Regions from separate parts of the Rattus norvegicus genome. Here region 1 is linked to region 2. The links are chromatin contacts, called in public Hi-C maps. All regions are on one chromosome and are shown on one strand. Each heading gives the region's core, a stretch centred on a gene start, on an enhancer-like site or on the middle of the called end of the contact. The rest is flanking DNA. Distances are from core to core; before and after follow the strand shown.

What was found. Hi-C and Micro-C count contacts between places; a contact is called where the count stands out from the background.
Region 1: a Hi-C map of psoas muscle shows a contact between it and region 2, with 4 times the contacts expected there. The contact joins two enhancer-like sites. A contact is called at or near these places in 2 of 12 Hi-C or Micro-C datasets (liver and psoas muscle).

The regions. Positions count from the first base shown.
Region 1 is chr17:13,302,349-13,308,081 of GRCr8, reverse strand. No RefSeq gene overlaps it. Among named protein-coding and RNA genes, the nearest start is that of Gadd45g, 230 kb to the left of the region's middle. Within about 2 kb of position 4,296, at least 15 of the 93 cell types and tissues checked have an H3K27ac peak or open chromatin away from gene starts, as enhancers often do.
Region 2 is chr17:13,210,120-13,215,820 of GRCr8, reverse strand. LOC134482818 (a long non-coding RNA gene) reads right to left here. Exons shown (of 3, transcript XR_010059395.1): 2 at 4,092-4,171. Among named protein-coding and RNA genes, the nearest start is that of Diras2, 300 kb to the right of the region's middle. Within about 2 kb of position 4,015, at least 6 of the 93 cell types and tissues checked have an H3K27ac peak or open chromatin away from gene starts, as enhancers often do.

The DNA of each region.
Region 1 (5,733 bases), core at 3,047-5,546, 92 kb before region 2:
TGTAGCTTGAAGCCTCCTGGGAAACTGGGCAAACCGGCCAATCTACCACCACTCATGGCTAGGAGAATGAGAGGGACTTGGTTTCTCTATTTCCTCCGGAGCCCTAGCAACCATCGTACCTCCCTGAGTTGGGTCCTGGTTCGGTTTCAGCCTCTAGGATACAGACCAGGACTGCACCGCACAGAGCGGTGTGGGCTGCACACAACATCTCCTCCTCCACCCCATCAGCATCTTGGGGCTTCTGAGAAGAGGGCTGAAAGGACCTTGAAGAAAGCATTAGAGCTCCTTTCTTGGGAGCTCAAGGGGTGAAGAGTATATACATCCACAGCCCTGCCCTGAGCACTCACGGGCCTGAGGGCTAGAGCACAAGGTGAAGGGGTAATGGATCTAATAACCCAGTGAGCTGTGTTCCATCTCTTGCCTTGGTCACTGTGTTAGTCTTGAGTAAGGGCTGCCATTACCAAATACCTGAGGTCGAATGTGACCCACAGCAGGGATTTACCATGGTAGAGGGAGGTACTGATGGAATGAGGGAAGGAGGGAGGGACATACAGAAAGAGGGAGGGGAGGATTGGCCAAGTAGTCAGATCCAGTATAAATATACAATGGGATGGTGAAGCCGGAAAGTTAAGTTGCTCTCACGCTCCTTGGAACGCTTGAATCTTGCTAAACCCATGATGGACTGAGGCCTGGAGAACCTGTAGTCTGGCTTCCGGTCTGACATCCTCCACCCTAGTTCCATCTCTGTTCCCTGTCATGAGGAACCTCGCGAGCACATCCATGCTTTCTTCATATTTTGGTGTTCCTTAGCCACTCAGTGAGCCACTGTTGGGCATGCCCACTGTGACAGAGGACTGGGAAAGACCGGATCAGGCCAGATGCACTCATGAGGATGACAGTGGAGTGCCTAGTTGGAAGGATGGGGTAGTATAGCTGTGAACACATACACACCTCCAGGAGCGCCATCATACGTGTCCTTGCCACAAGCCCTCGGCATGCTTTTCTTAGCATGTGAGGGAGGGTGGATAGCACGTATGTTCCTCTGCATTTCATGTGTGCACAGGAGAGTCAGTTTATAACCTCCACATGACATGGGCCCTTCAGTACCTGATTGAGACATGGCTTAGAAACCTTAGAGAGCCAACTTCCCAAAGAAGTAGGTAGAATGCTAAACAGGAAAAGATGTCTCTAGAAAGGACCTTGCAGGACATCCTCAGACCAAGACAGGTAGAGAAGGGCATGTTTGAAGTGTCCCAGGTGCTGCTCTCTGCGGGTGTCAGTTCCCTAGAGCAGGCGGGAGGATCCTCCTAGTCCCCGAGGCCTCCCCTGCTCTCACAGGAAAAATGAAACTATTTTCTTAGGGTCTTAGGAGATGATGAGGCTGTAGGGGAGAGCGTTGCTCCCTTAAGTAAGGGCTCTGAGGAAGGAGAGCTGTGGGAATAGCAGCCCTTGAATGCCTCAGCAACTCTCTCTCTCTCTCTCTCTCTCTCTCTCTCTCTCTCTCTCTCTCTCAAAGTGGTTCATAGCTTTGGGGCTCTGAGTGGTGTAGAAGTCTCTCAGCCTCCACTCGTGACGCACAGGTCCTTCTGTGCTATGTGAAATATTTTAAGACAGCCGCTCAGAGGGAGTCCAAATTGAGTCAAGATGGTAGCTTGAGGAAGAGGTCCGCAGGCTTAATACAGGCTGCTCTCTGCATGTGTATCACCAAGGGAAGCTATGCCTCAAAGCTCTGGTGTAGAGAAAGTGTCCACAGACAGGTTCTGAGGACAGGTCACCTCTTGCTCTCATGTAGCAGTGACAGAGCCTCTGATGTAGATTGTTCTGGCCAACAGAGGCCTGGCATACCGCAGGGACAGGGGACTGCTGGGTAGCAGCATGGAGTAGATTCTCCCGGTCGGGTCACCTCTGAGATATGTGAGATTTGACTTATCCACTGGTTTTCTATGCATGAACTCAGTCCTCCAGGTTGCTGGAGAGGAGATCTGGGGACCTTGGTATTTGAGACGCTAAGGGTCCTAGTTGGTGGGTGACTGCTCTTCAAAGACAGAAATTAATCTGGGGGCTGGGGGTGGGGCAGGTTGCAGAACTAGATTTCCGTAAAGATGGTGGTCTGAACTGACGTTACTGGATCCTGGGAGCTCCTCTCTGGAGGGAGGCTGCGGCTGCCTATTCAGGGATGTTGGCGTGATTCTGAAGAAGGGCAGGCTTCCCGGGTGTGACTTCCTACCCTCTGAGCAGCAGATACGGGAGGAATGCGAGCTCGAGACAAGAGGAGCCTGTCGTGTCTGTGCAACGTGTGCGAGGGAGCCTATTTCCTTGTAAGAGCATCTGCAGATCCAAACTCTTCCATCCCCTTGTGTGTGCCAACAAATGCCCTGGATTCTGATCATAAGATCGTGAGCGGACACGGAGGAAGGTTTGGAGGTGGCTTCCACTCCAGGGTCAGCTGTCTTCCAGTCATGGGGCTGGGATGACTGATAGCTCTTGGTTTCTCGGCACACCCACAAGTCCATGCGGTTGTGACGCATAGGTGTTTTGACCACTGACACATCCAACACATCATGAAGAAGGGGGGAAAACAGAGACTCGTTGGAGTCTCTGGGTCTAACCCATGTCTTCTCTCCTGTCAATTCTGTGTCTGGGCAGACAATACAGTCAATTTTCCTGGCTGTTTCTTAATGACTACAATTTTAAAAGAATTTATTTCTGCGATGGTTTCTGTATCTGTATATATATTTGTGTGTATGTGTGTGTGTGTGTGTGTGTGTGTGTGTGTGTGTGTGTGTGTACATGCACAGAGGCCAGAAGAAGGAAGGCATTGTGTCTCTCAGAGCTGGAGTTACAAGTGTTCACCAACCTTATTACATGGGGATTGGGGATCCCAACGCTGCTGTTCCTCTGATTGGGCATCAAGTGCTCTAAGCCACCTGTCCGGTCCTAATGATTACATATCAGTGACAGCGATTCAGAAGGAGGGGTTGGTTCTCTAGGAGGAGGCTTTGCCTTAAACTCTCTGCCTGTAACAGCATTAACACATGATCAATTTGGATTGTGAGTGACATCTGATCAGCCTTTAATAAGATAGTGCTACAGGGCAGTGATGTGGTCTGAATATTGAAATGTTTCCCCACAGGCACATGTGTTTGGACACGTGGTCCCCAGCTGGTGGTTCTGTTTGGGGGAGGTTGTGGAACCTTTTGAAGGTGGAGCCTCTCTGAAGGAAGTGAGTCGCTCTGGGTGGGCCCTGGGATTTTACAAACCAGTTCCACTTCCTGCCCTGTCTCTGTTTCCTGGTCTGTCAAGATATGAGCAAACGACCTCCTGCTTCTCCTGAAAAACACTCCCCCGCCCCCAAGCGCAGTGATCAAAAAACTCCTCGAACCAGCAGCCAAAAGGGAGCCCTCCTCCCCCTGAGTTGTGTTTTATCGGGGGATTGATTGGAACAGTGAGGTGGAAACGGATGAAGTATAGTAACACCTGCATTGCTTGGCCACTGCATTTAAACTAAGTCCCAAGATGTCACACATCCCCATCAGGCCTAGATGGTCAGGCCGGGATCCCGGCTACACCACATCACGCTTCCAAATCCAGCCTTCACCTCAAGCCTTTTGCTTTTCGTATTGGGAGGCTAATTCTCCCCCATTCCTGACCCTGTAGAACTTTTCCACTTCCCGACTGCCTGTCTCTCTTGTTCTGTGATGCACGCTAAGATACCCTCTCAGAAGTCTCTCTCCACCGGGCCTGCTCTGCTGTTCTCTGAGGCATTCAGCATTCCTGGACAGAACACTGTCCTTCCATTGAGCTTGGTTTTGGCTCTCCTCCCCTTTTAGATTACGTCCCTCATCTCTTCCTTCGTCCGGTTGGTGTCTGTCATCTAGAACTATGATTGGCATGCAGCGGGCAAGAGATATTTGTCGTTAGCAAAGAAACAAGGGAGAAACAAAGTCAGCGACCATCCTCACGCCATTGAGTTGTGACGTCATGATCTGAACCCCGGTGCCTGGGTCAGGGTGAGCACTGGCATTTATTGGCTACCGTGCAGCTTCACACTCCTGGGCTTTCAGGTTATTTTCAGGTTATTTCAGGGTTACTTTCTGAAGCGCTTAGTTAGTCTTCCTGGTGGAGAAATCCATCTCGGGTTTCAAAAGGCGCTGGAGTTTCTGAGGTGGGGATCCTGGCACTTTTGACAGCTGAAACTGCAAGCTATGTTTCTCTGAGTGCAGCTGTGTGGAATTGAGCTGGGAGCGCAGCCTGCAACCATGCCCAGCCTGTGAGCCACCAGAGAACGGTGCAGGCAGCAGCCCCCGTGTGTCTTTGTGGTCACAGGATCCTGTATCTCAGAATCCAAGGTTCCTTTTCTGCACCTCATGGGAGAAGCATCTCAAACATGAGCTGGAGACTTTCCAATCGTTGCATTCTTTGGGATCCCCGCAACCCAGTTCTCGATCTCCGTGAGCTTCCCTATTTGGGATGGATCTGGGGACAGGAGTTCCTGCATGCCAGGAGCAGCTGTGTCACGGGGGAAATATTTATCCCATGCGGGTTTAATAATAGAAACCTTGCGCATCCACAGAGCTGGCCGCTAAACTTAGCTGCTGTTCTCACAACTTGCTCCTGGACGATGAGGTCGTCCACCTGGAAGGGGCTGGGGCAGAAGCATCTAGGGAATGCACTTCGGAGCCCCGGAACGCTGCCTGCCAGAGGAGGAGCCAGGGCTTCTTCCCGCTGTGACAGGGCCCACAGCAGAGTTAAAGTAAGCAGATGGCATGGCCCTCTTCACCTTGGTGGAATGAATTTTAATGGTCAAGCTGGAAAATACTTCTCAGGCCCCTCTCCCTCAGATACGTGCCCCAAACAATCTTCAGAGCAAGGTTGAAGGCGTCTCGAGAAGGGAATTAGTTGTGTCATGCAAATACCAGAAGGGTAGTCCATCTGTGTACATCTACAGAGGGCAGTGTGTGTGTGTGTGTGTGTGTGTGTGTGTGTGTGTGTGTGTGAGAGAGAGAGAGAGAGAGAGAGAGACACAGAGAGACAGAGAGACAGAGACAGAGAGACAGAGAGACAGAGAGACAGAGACAGAGAGACAGAGAGACAGAGAGACAGAGACAGAGAGACAGAGACAGAGAGACAGAGAGACAGAGAGACAGAGACAGAGAGACAGAGACAGAGACAGAGAGAGGGAATTTAACTATTTTGTTTCTTCCACTTCACCCAGCCGGAACTTTCAGGAAATTGATGGAATTTGATGGAGCATTTATAAAACACGCCTTCCTCTGCTCTGCAGGATCCTGGGCTTCTCTCACCCCATTTTCCAGGTTTTATATCTGCTCAGCATTCAGAGGTCCCTGTAAGCCAGAACCCATTTGGGTTTCCTTGGCTGGGTCTGTTTGTTGCATGGGGTGGGAGTGTGACTTCTACAGACACAGGGAGGGAAGGTGGCTCACTCTTCCACACCAAGAAAATGAGAACCGGTTTTCCAGCCTGCATCCCTCTGACTCTCAGGAGCATGCTCATGGCTCTGCTTCTACAGGGACCTTCTGGCCAAGGGATCTGGGCAGCCCTGAAGGACCCGTGGCTGGTCTAGACCCATAACAGCAATCCACTGTCAGGACACTGATACTTAGTGCTCTCTTCTTTCTCCTCGCCCTCCTCTTCTTTGTCCTCCTCCTGTCCCTCCTCCTACCCCTTCTCCTTGGCTTTTCGACTGGTCTTTCTGAGGGGTTAAACGTGGGA
Region 2 (5,701 bases), core at 2,766-5,265:
TAGCTTCTAGTCTAGCCATCCTCCAAACCCTCTAAGCTACCCCCTTGCCTAAAGTGAAGATTAGCAAATCACCAACAGTCAAGCTTGCCAGCAAAGTCTTGCCTCCAATAAGCTTGATTTTAAATCGCTGTTTGTATCCGTGTCTGCCGTGTGAGTATGGGTGTTCATGGAGGTCAGAGGAGGACATCGGATCCCCCTGGTGCTGGAGTTAGAAGTATCTATGAAATGTCTGGCATGGGTGCTGGGGAAAAACTCAGGTTCTGTGGAAGAACAACAAGTGCTCTTAACCTGTAAGCCATCTCTCTCTCCAACTCTAATATACTTTGAAATAAACAGGATGTAAAACATAGAGATGAGCCCACACACTTTTTTGTTGAAGAAGAAAAAAAAGACAAACATAGCAACATAAGGAAACATGAGACTTGGGTGAAGTGTAAGATTGTACCTCCTGTTTACGCTGTGAGCGGAAAGGGGAGAAGGGTCATGCACCAGGGTTTATAAACTGTTTTCTGTACTCTACCAGAGCGCCAGCCACTCTAGGCTGATGCCTGGTCTTGCAAAGTTATAAAAGAAACCATCTTGCTTTTTTTGCTTGAATGTCTAGTAATCTGTCATGAAGTGAGGATTATTGTGTCTCACTGTAGACGTGGGAGTAGAAGTGGATTTTATATCCTATGGAATCATTTATACTTTCCTTCCTGCATTTCTGGGGTCTTTGAGTTTAGAGATATCAATTCCACTGAGGGGAACACTCCAACCATGGGTCATATATAACAAGGGTCCCATTAAAATTAAGTGTTGTCAGATGCCCCATCAATGTGAGTCTTTGACATCAATGGGCCAGGAGGTTGGAAAGGAGGCAGTACCTTGAAGGTAACTGTTCTTTATTCCCAGAAGAGGCAACTTTTGTGGGACATGGAATGAAGGGCCTGGCTCTTAGATGATTGTTATAGCTTCTGCTTGGTTATCCTTTATGTAACTAGACAACGCAATGGTTGAGTAGTTACTCATGCCAAGGGACTAGCCTGTGCATCACCAGTCACCTAAGCCAGCAGAAGCATGAGACGTGAGTGCTGAGAACCTGGGAGAGGACAGTGGGGAGGGAGAGGCAAAGCATGGCCTGGAAATGAGTCGCAGAGATTCCAGCCATGGTACCATCTACCATTCTTAACTTGTTCTCCCAGAAAGACTACCCAAAGTATAGGAGGAGATGCCTACAGAAACGACTTGCACTAAGCCACTGGGGCTGAGCAGGACAGGGGAACACTGCAGTGGGCCATAGTAGCCACAAAACTACCTGGACAGTGCGCCTGCTTTCCCAAGATGCTGCAAAAACTGGCTGTTGATGGCTCAATTGAGAAGTCCCTCCAGGGAGAGGGTCACAAGAACCCTGGGACAAGTTCATATGCAGGGGATGGCCTATATCTCTTTACCCTACCAAAGACATATGTGTTCAAGAATCGACAACAGCCACATCCAGAGACATAGGAAGAAAATGATTCCGTGTGTAACTCTTTCTAAAGGCCATCTCAGACCTGGGGCTGGGTTGAATGGGCCCGTGTTGGAGACCACATCGTAATGCAGATTCTTCACCTGTTCAGCTACGTCTCTATCCTTCTCATATAGTTGTTGTTTAAATAAGTTGCCTGATCTATAGACCTCTGTCTCTGAGTTCTAGGAATTCCATAGAAAGCCATCGGCTTTGATTTAAAAAAAATCCATTGTAAGAAATTGGTATTTTCTTAGGACACCCAAGACCAAGTTCTCAGCACAAAGATTTATTTACCCCAGAGGGACAAAGGGCAAAGAGAGGAGATAGAGGACAAGAGAGAAGGGGAAGGGAACAGGAAGATGGGGGCAGGGATACTTCTTCAAGGACAAAAGACTGCCTGTGGATAGAGAGGAGACAGTGGAGTATAGGCAGATAGTAGTTTATAAAGGTAAAATGAGAAACCCCTTGTTAGGATGTTAGGATGAAGTATTTAATTGGACATGTTAATTAGGTGAGCCAAGGTAGGGTGGTTGATTGTTGGACTTCGATACTTAGATAGCTAGACCTCGGTGGTCAGCCTCAGGAGGAAGTGGCCAAATAAGGGAATAGACTTTGAGGGGCTAGCTTTAGGGATGTAATCTAACAGTTTTTAGCAACATGGAGGGAATTGGGGAGAAGGGCAAGGCCTGGCAGAGTCATGCCTGTAACACTCAAGGTGGCCAGAGTCCCTACACCCACAGTGGCATGCTTTTCTTTAACAGGCTAGAATAGGTCACATATCCATTCTCTGGTGGTGACCCATGAGAAGAGTGAGTTTTCACTCTTAGATCTGTTATGTGACTTTTTCTGGGGCTATGCAGACAATGTCTTCTCACTAGATAAGACACTGACAAAACAAAGTAATTATTCCATCAAAGTCCAGCATGGCCAATCATAGAGTTTATTGTGGTTACTTACGCGGCTTCATCATGAAAAAACAAACAAACAAACAAAGCCTAGAATGTACTAAAGCTCATAAAAAGCTTCATCTTTGGACATCCCAGTGTGACTTTTCAGGCTGCTAGGTTGCTCAGCGTTTTCTGTCCCCACCAATTGTTTTCTGCTATATAAAATTTTAGTTCAGGGCCTTGTGAATCTTGTTAGTTTCAGGAACTTCCTTAAGGCTCGTGAGTTGTTAATCTTCTGAGTTTCTTGGGCCTCCTGGATCCTTCCCGGACAGACTGTTTCAATTCAGGGGGAATTGCTATACAATACAGTTAAATTGACTAAGAATGTAATGGCTGTTAGGGAATTGAGCAGAGTCACCATCACCAGGATTCAGGGAAGTCAGTGACTCACTCACAGAACTCTCCAGAAATGCCCCTGAGTTGTATCAGCATGGGACTGGAATGAACAACAGCTGCTGTTTTTGATCCCTGGTGGCACTGGACAGGAGACTATGTCGAATGCCATTCCAGCCACCTGCCTACTGGTGGGAGAGAGCAGCTGCTGGAGTAGGCACTGTTTAAAGGAAGCCTTTGCTCTGCCCAGCTGTTGCGCACGCAAACAAAACCATGTATGCACCTTCCAATTTCTAAATGTGTGGTCGCCCTCCAACTGCTTAGTTATTTCCTTTAAAACTTAAAATTGGACTGAAGGAGGTAGTTTTCTTTGCCTTTTATCTATACTGCTTCTCCTATCTACAGAATGTTATATCAAAACTCCTTCACTTTCACTAGTCTCTTTAATTTATGGGAGAGAGGGTCTCATTTCCCACAGATATTCCTCAAGGAACAACATCTGAGGTTGACCTCTGGCCTCTGCCTGTGTCTGCACACTTATGAATGTGAACCCTGACATGTGCACCTACATACATGAACATGCACACACATTCATATATATACACATACACACACACACACACACACACACACACACACACACACACACCACAAAATGTATTAAAAGGGAGAGAATTTAGAAGCTAGAGCTTTCTACTCAGTGAAAACTTTAAGGGAGTACTAGGATTTGGATTTTAGCTTTCAAGAGCCCAACTTTTGGAGGATTTTGTAACTGTGTGACACAGCAAATCCCACAGTGTAGGCCACTGATGCAGGGGATGTAATACAAGTTTCAGAAAAATAAGATGTGAGGCTATGAGGTCAAGTGTGTTCAGTTGCCCTGGCTAATAGGACAAATAGGCTTCTTTGCCAAGAGTCTGCTGAGAGCATCTTACATCTCACACACAGCAATAGCAGATACTGCTGTGTGACCTCAGAGGACCCCTGGCTGTGTATATATCCACCATTCAGATGATCCAGCAGCCCCTGACACACCAGCAGGGTACAGCCTTATGTTTAGAGAACCTAGTGTTATATAAACACTTTCAAAGTGCTTCCTGTGGCCCAGAAAGTCTCTGTTTCAGGTGTCTCTTGCTGAGTCTGAATTCAGAATGAGAAGATGTTTCTTGAGAAGGTGAGCACAGTGGCACTTTCTGGGGTTGAAGGGGACATGCAGCTAGGTGAGGTGTCAGGACTTGGTCAGATAGTTGACCCCTCTGAAACCTGACTCCCACCCCCCCACCCCCCAGGTCCCTGGTCTATCTGCCCAGAATACTTACCAGAGATTCTATTTTAGGTTTGACCTAGTTTTGTTAGCAGCCTGATCCATCAGGAGTATTCATGGTAATTGGCTGGGTACCTATGAAAATCAACAAGGGTTTTCTTCAGATATCCTCAAAGATCTACAGATAAAGTGTTTACTGAGCATGGTAAGCAATATATTATTAGCTGTGGATATTATAATTGAGTTATAGTGTGTGTGTGTGTGTGTGTGTGTGTGTGTGTGTGTATTTGACACAATCTAGGAAGTACCTAAGAAGACAGCTTGAACTAAGAAGTTTCCTAGATTAAATTGGCCTGTGGGTCACTGTCTTGACTGTTAATTAATGTAGGAGGGCCAGCTGAATGTGGGCAATATCATTCCCTAGGCCTTGTCCTGGGCCATACACGAAAGCTACCTGAGTATGATCCTGTACGAATCAACAAGTAGCAGGTCCTTCTCAGTTTTCATCCACATTGCTGCTTCAAGAGACTCTAAATGTCCCTAGACTATTATTCTGAGGAGCTTCTGTTGCAAGGTATCCATGTACCAGACATATTCCCCCAGGTTCCTGTATTGCCAGGAACTCTATCTGTGTCTGAGTTCCTCTGGGACAGTAATGGGACCCTGACTCTCTTCTCACACTTAGCACACCGTTGCATGTGGGCAAGGCTTGGTGTGCATAATCCTAGAAGCATTAGTATTAACTAGGTAACTAAAACAGTTAGGGACACACCGTATCTCTCTGGGCATTTGCTTTTAAAACTATTAAGACCTTGGGGGCTGGGGGGATGACTGAGTTAGTAAATTGCACTGTGTGAGCGTTAGGACACAAGATCGATTCCCAACAGTCTTGTGCAAAAAGCTGGATGTGGTGGCACAGCCCTTCAATCCCAGTGGTGGGGAGGTGGAAAAAAGGATCTCTGGGGGCCATCCAGCTGAACTGGAGATCTCTCTCTCTCTCTCTCTCTCTCTCTCTCTCACACACACACACACACACACACACACACACACACACACACACACACACACACACTCCCTTGGTAACTTGGATGGAAAAAGCCAAAAGGAAATAGGGAGATATTTTCAGGCAGGCAGGCATAGGGACTTGAAGGTATATTTAGGTCTCCATTCTGCCTTCTCTGGGGATCCCAGTAACAGTGACTAAAAGAATGTAGCCCTAGTGAAAGCAGCTGCCATCTTCATCAGACTGAACTGATGGTCCTTGAAGAGTACCATTCTAGCCTAAGATTTTATATACTAGGACAACATTTTCTGTCACTCCTTTTTGTGCTTGCTTTTATTTCAAGACAGGGTTTCTCTGCATAGTTCTGGTTTTCCTGGAAATCACTCTCTAGACCAGGCTGGCCTCAAACTCAGAGATCTGCCTGCCTCTTCCTATCAACTACTGGGATTAAAGGTGTGCACCACCACCACCCAGCAGGACAGATTTTCTTAAAGGATGTCTGCTTGTCGGCCTTGACTCCTAGAAATAAATTACAAAGTATCGGCACACCACCAAAGATGGCTGTTACTGGGTCATCTGAGAGCAATGCTATTGGTCACAACCTCTGTAAGAAATAAATCATCCTGGCCCATTTTCAGGAAAGGGTGTGCTCAAAGTTTACC